3 separate regions of the Mus musculus genome follow, and regions 1 and 2 are each linked to region 3. The links are chromatin contacts, called in public ChIA-PET and promoter capture Hi-C maps. All regions are on one chromosome and are shown on one strand. Each heading gives the region's core, a stretch centred on a gene start, on an enhancer-like site or on the middle of the called end of the contact. The rest is flanking DNA. Distances are from core to core; before and after follow the strand shown. Region 1 overlaps Ifngas1 (Ifng antisense RNA 1). Region 2 holds the start of Rab3ip (RAB3A interacting protein). Region 3 holds the start of Slc35e3 (solute carrier family 35, member E3).

Region 1 (2,700 bases), core at 1-2,500, 790 kb before region 3:
TACACTCAAACACACACATACACACACACACACGCACACACACACACACACACACACACACACCATCGACTGTCTCTATTCATTCTCTCCAACACTCTTGTTTCCATCTTCGTGATAAGGACCTGATAAATTGGCTAGTAAGGGAAGCCGCTTTCATTCTCCTGCCACGACTGGATGGATGGGTTTGTCAATAACGCATCCTTATGCTTTGACCCACACACAATGGGCCTTCCCAATCCCACCAGCATTCTTGAGTTACTCTAAGTTCGGTACCGTGAGAGTCGTGTATGAAGGGAAGGGTGTGAGTAGATTAGACACAACAGAGAAGTGGCAATTGAAGATGAGAAAGGACCAGGGAGATACTTGTTGCACATAATTTTAAAGACATGCTTGCTCCAGCTAGGCTCTGGGACTAGCCGCTGCTCACCGGCCATCTAGTCAGCCACCATGGCTAGCTAGTGCTTTCCCAAGATCCCCTGCTATGCTCTGAGTACCACTGCTGCCTGTACTCCCAAGAGCTCTGCCCATTCCTCCTTGCCAGGTGCTGCAATGGCCATCTCACCTAGCTCCCTTTAGCCCTGTGAAAGGAAACCACTAGAGGCTTTTATATTTTGGAACTGACTAGACAACTCAAAGGCTGGGTGAAAATATCCTGCCTTATCCTCCTTGACCTCCCCTCATGGCAGAGGCCACAAACTATCAGTCCCCAAGAGTTGCATGTCTGCTCTCTGCTCCACAGTCTGATCCAAACTCCCTGCATCCCTATCTCTTCCTGTCCAGCCTGGAAGTCCTGCCTTATGCTTCACCCAGCCACTGGTTTCTGCCGTCTTTATTGACCTAATCAACAATGAGGCAACCTTCCCTTCCCTTCTCTTACAGCTACTGCCTACAGTTCTCCTTTTACCAGAGGGAGAAGAATAAAGGGGAGTTTGTATAGTTTCGTTTCTCCTAAGGAGATTTCATGGGGAATCATGTCAAAATTGCTGGTCCCACCTGCGTTAATGGAATGGAGACCCTGCACAGGTCCAGCTGCTCTGGTTCTGTGAACTCGGATTCAGCTAATGTAACTGATGTACATTTAGATACCACTGAGCATACCTGCTGCCATCTTGTCGTATGCATAAAATAGCCCAAGCATGGGGGCCTTTCCAGTAAAGAAAGACAATCAGGATGCGCAGAGGGTGGGGAGGGCTCTGTCATCAAACACAGAAGGAAAAGCAGCCTGCGTTGCCTATAAACAACAAGAGCTTTGCTCTTTCTGTGGTATCTGGGGTTTTGGTTTCTTCAGAGCTCTCTTGGGGGAAAGGAAGGAACTATGAACGGCCAAGCAGACAAACTAGATGAAAACAAGATGCAAAGAAACTATGGAAGGAGAAAACTTGAATGGCGCGGCCTCCTCAATGCAGGTGTGAGCGCTCCCACCACCGTGGTGCCTGGGATTGACTCAGAGCCTGTGGATGGCTGAACAGGAGACTGTGGTCCTAGTCTATAAGACTCAGTAGTGGCAACACTTCTGCCCAGGAAAGATTTTGGGTAGTGTAACCATGACAGGGGCTACCTCCTTTTCTACCAGCATCTGCTTCTCGAAGCTAAAAGGCCCCCTCCCGATGTGTATTTTGTTGTTTTTTTTATTAGTTCTTTGACAGTTTCAGTGTCATAGTCGATCATATTCAACCCCCTTATCCAACTCCTTTAGGGCTGAGCATTTTATAGTCCCCATTATCTGTGCTTTGGGCATTTGTGGGTCACTGTGTTACTCACGACGTATACAAGGAGAAGCTCTTCAGATGAGGGCTGATCAAGACTTATTGATCTATGGGTTTAATAAGAAGTCATTAATACTCAGTTTAATACTATGTCCACTTGGCAATATAGTAGTAGTAGTATTAGTAGTAGGAGTAGTAGTAGTAGTAGTAGGTTTATTACTAGGGCCTATGAGCTGTCTTGACATAGGTTCTTAACCTAATAATGGTATGAGGTAATAGCTTTATGAATCCAAACAGACCCTTGTCTCCAAATTACCCAAAGGTAATAAAATAAATTCCAGTATTTTTTATTATACATACTTATACAGTTCTCATAGAAACTTAGTACTTAAGAAAATTATGATTTAGAGAAAACAAGACTTTTAATATATCAGTATTAATTTCTTCAACATATCAGTATCAAATTTGAGTGTCATTGGGTTTTATTTATTGTGTTCAAATGTTTCATTTTTAAAAATGCTATGTAAATTTCAATTTTTAAAAGCAATTAAATGAATTTTGACTCTGATTAAGAGAGAATTTCCAACCGTTTCTGAAGGGACCCCAGATATGCCTCTGCTATTTTGTACTTAGCATTTATACAAAGCAGTGTTCTCTGTACTAACTGCTATAAAATCTAAATATGATTCCACTCTGAAAAACATTGAATATCCTCTGTGCCCTGCAGGATCAAGTATTCAGCCAAGATTTCTTATTATAAAATATACAACTAATCTATTCATTAGTGTGCAAATTTTTCTTTCATTTTTAATGAACATAAAAATTATTTGTACACTCAGGAATTGTTTTAAAATAAATGTCTCTGTAATCAAGTGCATATTATCAGTATGTACCTGTTTGTACATGTATCTTTCTAGATATTCCTAGAACTTTTTCTGCTAAAGGGGTTGAGAGGAAACTCTTAGGAAGCCTCCAGTCCACCCGCCTTCCTTTC
Region 2 (2,700 bases), core at 33-2,532, 800 kb after region 3:
AGGTTGAGAACCACTGAAATACAGTGTTCTGGGATCACAGGTAAGGAGTTAGGGTTGGGAGGCAGGCGAGCATCAGGGAATGGTTTACAAAGAAACTGGAGCATGGGTTAAGTAATTACCAATTCCATATGATAAAAGATGTGTGTGTGAGCCGGACAGTGGTGGTGCATGCCTTTAATCTCAGCACTTGGGAGGCAGAGGCAGCAGATTTCTGAGTTCGAGGCCAACCCTGTCTCGAAAACCAAGACAAAACAAAAAGTGTGTGTGTGTGAACATCTCTTTAGAAAAAAAATGTGTAAAACAGGGAGCCCATAAAGTTTTCTCTTAATAGTAAACTTGTCTCCTTTTGTTTGAGTCTTTGGATGGTAGGAATTTTTTGTAGAGGTGTGTGTGTGTGTACACATGTGTGTTTCTGTATGACTCACTGTGTCACAGAATGTGGTGAGGTACACTAATTACATATATTAAACCACTTAACTCTCAAAACCTTGATGAGGTAGACATTCTTATTTCCAATTATCAGTGAGAAGATTGGCGATATTGCAGATGAACTCGCCTAAGGTCACAGAGGTCAGTAGGTGGCTGATCACAGGGACCACACACATAGCTTCCTTTTTATTACCACCTCCTTGATGTACTCAACAGAATGGCAGCCCCTGCCTCTGAGTATCACAAACATTGGCGGAAATACCGAGGATGACTGCTCCCTCCCACCCCCCATCCCTGAGTTTGATTTTCAGGGCTTGATTCTGTCTGTACTTTGTTTTTTGTTTTCCAACTTGGAAGCCCGAATGTGGGATGGAAGTTTGATAAGCAAAACAAAACAAAACAAAACAATAGATATAGTTCCTGTAAAAGATGAGAGACGGTCTTTGGAAACTGAAAGTGGAAGGATCTGGGTTTACCAGCTCCCCGCCCATCCCATCCCCCCCCCCCCCCCCTCCCCGGGCCCCTAACCTCCTACTCCAGCTTCAGGTATCCACAGACGCGGAATTTCAGGTCGGTTCTGCTTGTCCTCAATACACAGTCCAAAGCCTCTTACCATCCCAGGAGAGTTCACATCCTCCAAAGGCAGCCACAGGATTTCCAGCCAGAGTGGTTCCCAGGGAAACCGCTGTAGAGGGACCCTGGACTCCGCGCGTGGATTAGCCTGCACCGAGCCCCTCCTGTCGCCAGGGGGCGCCGCAGCGCGCGAGTCCCCCTCGCCACTCCCTCCCGGTCCCGCCTCTAGTCCCGCCCTCTCTCCCGGGGCGGGGGCGGGGGAGGGGGAGGGGCGGCCGCTTCTCCGCCCGGCGCTCGGCGCAGGCGCAGTCGGCTCTCCCTCCCTCGGCTCCCATCGCAGAGAGCGCCAGCCGCGGCGGAGTGGAGCGGCGTCTGTCCGCCGCCGTCCTCCGCGTCTCCCGAGCTGGGCACGCGCACCCTGCGGCTCTGCGAGCGCTGCCGAGCGCGGGCGGCGGCCGCGGCGGATCCGGCAGGTGAGTGCGGCGGCGGGAGGGAGAGGCGGGCGGTGTGAGCACCGCCCCCTCGGCGCCTCGCCTCGCGCCCTTGTCCCGCCGGCCCGGAGCGCGGCCGGGCAGGTGCAGGAGGCGGCGGGGAGGGCGCGGATCGCGCCCGCCCGTCCGCCCGTCCGCCCGCCCGCTGCGGAGCCCCGGGGACCCGAAGGGCGGCGGCTCCGGCGCTCACCTGGCGGCCCGCGCGGCCTCGGTCGCGGAGTTGCTTAAGTCGCGGGCGGCGCGGTTGGCCGGGGATGTGCGGGGGTCGCCGGTTCCCGGGGTCTCCCCCGCCGCGCTCGGCCCAGCCTGACTTCGGGAATCGGGACCCCGGGAGTGGGAGAACAGCGGTTCCCCCTGCGTGGGCCGCTCGCCCCCCGCCGCCCGCGGAATAGCGAGGCTGGGGAGAGGATGGTGCCGGGTGGACGCTGCAGCACGCGAAGAGTTGCCAGTTGTTGGGGATTAAAACATCGATCCGTAATGGCTGGCTGGCGCACTCTCCTCCGAGTTAGAGCTGGTGCCCCAGAGGCACTTTAGTTTCAAGGAAATGTTGCCTGTTCCCAGCCTACCTGTTTAGACACTTCTCAGTGTCCCCCGTGTCAAGGGAAAGAGCCCTGTGATCTTTTGGCTCTGGAATGATTGCATAATTGGAGGAGAGGCCGATAAGAGGATTAAAACAAACCGTTCTATTGTAAATCTCTTGAAAGACCCGGTTTCTGTTCATTACACTGTTCTTAAGTTTTTGTTTCTAAACAATGAATCGAGAGGAAAAGGAGGCAGAGTAGGTATGCAGCCCATCGTTGTAAATATTTGATACTGTTAAATATTTCACCAGTTTTATGGGGCCTTGTTCAGTTAGCATGTGTTATTTATTTACCAGGACTGTGCGTTTTCAGAGGACTTTTCATGTTTGAATAGACACTGCATTCCGAATCTACTCCTCAAGGCCCTAGGGGAATATATTAACTGAACTTAACAGTTACACAGATTTACTCAGCAATGCATTCTTAACTATAAGAACAGACGTCTTTCAACTTTTTTCTCTTTCCGGCCCAAGGATGTTTTGAATTAATGCCTTCTTTTGTGAATGAGCGTGCTTGATGAGACGCCTCATTGCTTACATAGCAAGTCATTTGTGCTAGCGAATGATTCTCACCTTCCACTGCCTGGTTGATGTTCAGTTTCTTTGTGGAGCTTTGATGTCTCTGTT
Region 3 (2,700 bases), core at 198-2,697:
ACAAACCCTTTCCTCCCCAACTAAGACAAGACATCTAAGTAAACGGGCAATTCTCTAAAAAAAATGCGGTACGAAAGAGGAACGTAGCTGATATGACGGCATCTGGTAAAGGTGCTTGCTTCCCAAACCCTACAGCATGAATTCAGTCCATCTGGTGGACGGAGAGAACTGACTCCGAGTTATCCTCTGACCGTCACACAGGCACCCATACACACACACACACACACACACACACACACACACACACACACACACACACACACGTAATTAACTGTGGAAAATTCATCAAAGAGTCTCTTGTGCCTCTGATGCAAAGACCTTCTTTTCAGTGCCAATTAGAAAAAAACGGTATCCTGGAGAAAACGGGCAGAGACATAAGCAAACAGATCATAAAAACCTATGAAATAGTGTCCAAAACTTAAAACTACACATTAGTTGCAAGGCATGTGACACTTCAATGGGTGGAAGCAGGGAGATCCGTTCTGTGTCATCCTTAGCTCTGTAGAGACTTCCAAGTCTGCTCTATTTAATCCCTGTAACATTGTAAAAGTGGGGGGTCCACGTTTTCAATCAGTGTGGACAGACTTTGAGTTGGTATTTGACGTTTGCAGATGAGAAATACCACTCTCATATTGTAACAGTGTGAATAAAAGTGAATATTGAGATCGAGTCTAGCCTGAATGAGTTCTCGGCCTCGAAAAACAAAACCAAAAATATATAATTTTTCACTTCCTCTCCAGCTCTGTAACTTTGAAACTGGACTGCATGCTTGCTACTATAATATGCCTCTTAGAAGTGCAATTAATATCTTGGGCATACAGGTAAATGTACTTGCTTCTTAGGTTTTACTAAAAAAAAAAAAAAACTTCGTGGGTAAAAAATTCTGTGGTTTAAAGTTTTTCGAGGCAAATACGCCAAAATATGTTTAAATCTACAGTAGACGACAGTTAGTTGTCCATCCACTCTTACCTGTTTAGACGGTTATTTTTGGTTTTTCGAGACAGGGTTTCTCTGTATAGCCCTGGCTGTCCTGGAACTCACTCTGTAGACCAGGCTGGCCTCGAACTCAGAAATCCGCCTGCCTCTGCCTCCTGAGTGCTGGAATTAAAGGCGTGCGCCACCACCGCCCGGCCTGTTTAGACTTTTAAAGATATTTTAAAATATGCTTTCAGTAAGTAATGCTCTGCCCCCCTTCAGAGGATTAAAACAGCTCAGCAACGTGGAGAGTAAAACTGGCGGGGAATCTGCGCCTCCCAGTAAGTCGGGGAATCGGCCACAGAAACTAATCTTCCCTGGGAGCCAAGGGCTTCCCTCCAGCCGAGTTAAGCAACCCAGCGGAGCGCCGAGCGCGCCTGCGCGGCGGAATCACGTGGCTGCGCGGGGGCGGGGCTGGGAGGAGCCGTGGCGGACCCGCTCGGAGGGCGGCGGCCTATTACCTCGCGGCGCAGCGACCGGGACCCGGCTGGCGCATGCCTGTCTCCGGCCGGACCGTGGAGCGGGCGGCTGCGGGCGCGCGGCGGCGGAGAGCCGGGACAGCGGGAGAGCGTCCGAGCGCCCCGCGGGGAGGCTGGACAGCCCGGGCTCGGCCGAGGACGCTGCTCCGCAGCCGGCGGGCATCATGGCATCGCTGGCGGACCGGGTCCGGGGCAACGGGCGCATCGCCGCCGGGCTCCTGTTCAACCTGCTGGTGTCCATCTGCATCGTGTTCCTCAACAAATGGATCTATGTACACCACGGCTTCCCCAACATGAGCCTGACCCTGGTGCACTTCGTGGTCACCTGGCTGGGCTTGTACATCTGCCAGAAACTGAACATCTTTGCCCCCAAAAGTCTGCCGCTCTCCAAGCTCCTCCTCCTGGCCCTCAGCTTCTGTGGCTTTGTGGTCTTCACCAACCTTTCTCTGCAGAACAACACCATAGGCACCTATCAGCTGGCCAAGGCCATGACCACGCCGGTGATCATAGCCATCCAAACCTTCTGGTACCAGAAGAGATTCTCCGTCAGAATACAGCTCACGCTGGTGAGTAGCTGCCGCTGCCGCTGCGCGAGCCTGTCCCTGCCCAGCTACCTGGCTGCCTTTCTCCCCGGGAAAACTGAATACACCTTGCTTATAGCCTGGCACGACGGAAGCCCATTCCCATAATCTTTACTCCACACACGAGCCAGGCCCTTATAAGAAGCTTGTTTGGGGAGGGGTGGAAAAGGCCATCTCGACACTCCGCTGCTATTTAGTAAATGGGTGTGTTCCTGATAGAAATCTTTAACTGCTGGGATTGATGAGGGAGAGAGCTGCCTTAATGGAACAGTTCAGTGTGTCAGGATATCTGCGAAAGCTCAACCTGGAAAGAAAAGAATATCCCCAGGAAATCGAACCAGAAGTGATAAACATGAAATGGTTTAGCATAAAATACCTCGGAATACACCTTCAGTGGCACACTGCTGGGGTGCCTTGTGTTTACATAAAAGGAGATTCGTTAAAATAACATTAGCACTTAGTGGTTTTTTCGTTTTTCCAGTCATAATGCTTTCCTCCTTCCTTGTTTATGCTTATGTGTTAAGTACTGGTTTGGGGGATTATTTTATTCCCTGTAAATGTGTGTCCTGTTTCCTTACAAAGCACAACGCACGGATTCATATTTTCTTCCAGATGTAGAGTTGTATGTGAATCTCTGTAGAGAAGGATTGGCAGTTTTCCCCAAA

Evidence for each region. Promoter capture Hi-C pulls out the DNA fragments that hold promoters and counts their contacts. ChIA-PET counts read pairs in DNA pulled down with a chosen protein or histone mark.
Region 1: a contact with region 3 is called in an RNA polymerase II ChIA-PET map of memory CD8 T cells, with 5 read pairs. The contact joins the enhancer-like site here to the promoter of Slc35e3 in region 3. A contact is called at or near these places in 1 of 39 promoter capture datasets (hippocampal neurons), 1 of 484 Hi-C or Micro-C datasets (cerebral cortex), 2 of 115 datasets of contacts at active chromatin or transcription factors (large pre-B cells and memory CD8 T cells) and 1 of 9 other capture datasets (embryonic stem cells).
Region 2: a promoter capture Hi-C map of 3T3-L1-derived adipocytes shows a contact between it and region 3, with 2.0 times the contacts expected there. The contact joins the promoter of Rab3ip here to the promoter of Slc35e3 in region 3. A contact is called at or near these places in 4 of 39 promoter capture datasets (the 3T3-L1 cell line, 3T3-L1-derived adipocytes, liver and 1 more).

The regions. Positions count from the first base shown.
Region 1 is chr10:118,532,846-118,535,545 of GRCm38.p6, reverse strand. All of the region lies in intron 1 of Ifngas1 (Ifng antisense RNA 1), which reads left to right. Among named protein-coding and RNA genes, the nearest start is that of Ifngas1, 22 kb to the left of the region's middle. Within about 2 kb of position 1,250, at least 4 of the 459 cell types and tissues checked have an H3K27ac peak or open chromatin away from gene starts, as enhancers often do. A contact at or near this core is called in memory CD8 T cells, where this site is marked.
Region 2 is chr10:116,949,035-116,951,734 of GRCm38.p6, reverse strand. It overlaps Rab3ip (RAB3A interacting protein), which reads left to right and starts at 1,282. Exons shown (of 11, transcript NM_001359645.1): 1 at 1,282-1,475. It overlaps 4933412E12Rik (RIKEN cDNA 4933412E12 gene), which reads right to left and starts at 1,173. Exons shown (of 3, transcript NR_038026.1): 1 at 1,043-1,173.
Region 3 is chr10:117,745,105-117,747,804 of GRCm38.p6, reverse strand. Slc35e3 (solute carrier family 35, member E3) reads left to right here and starts at 1,447. Exons shown (of 5, transcript NM_029875.2): 1 at 1,447-2,020. The coding sequence starts at 1,619.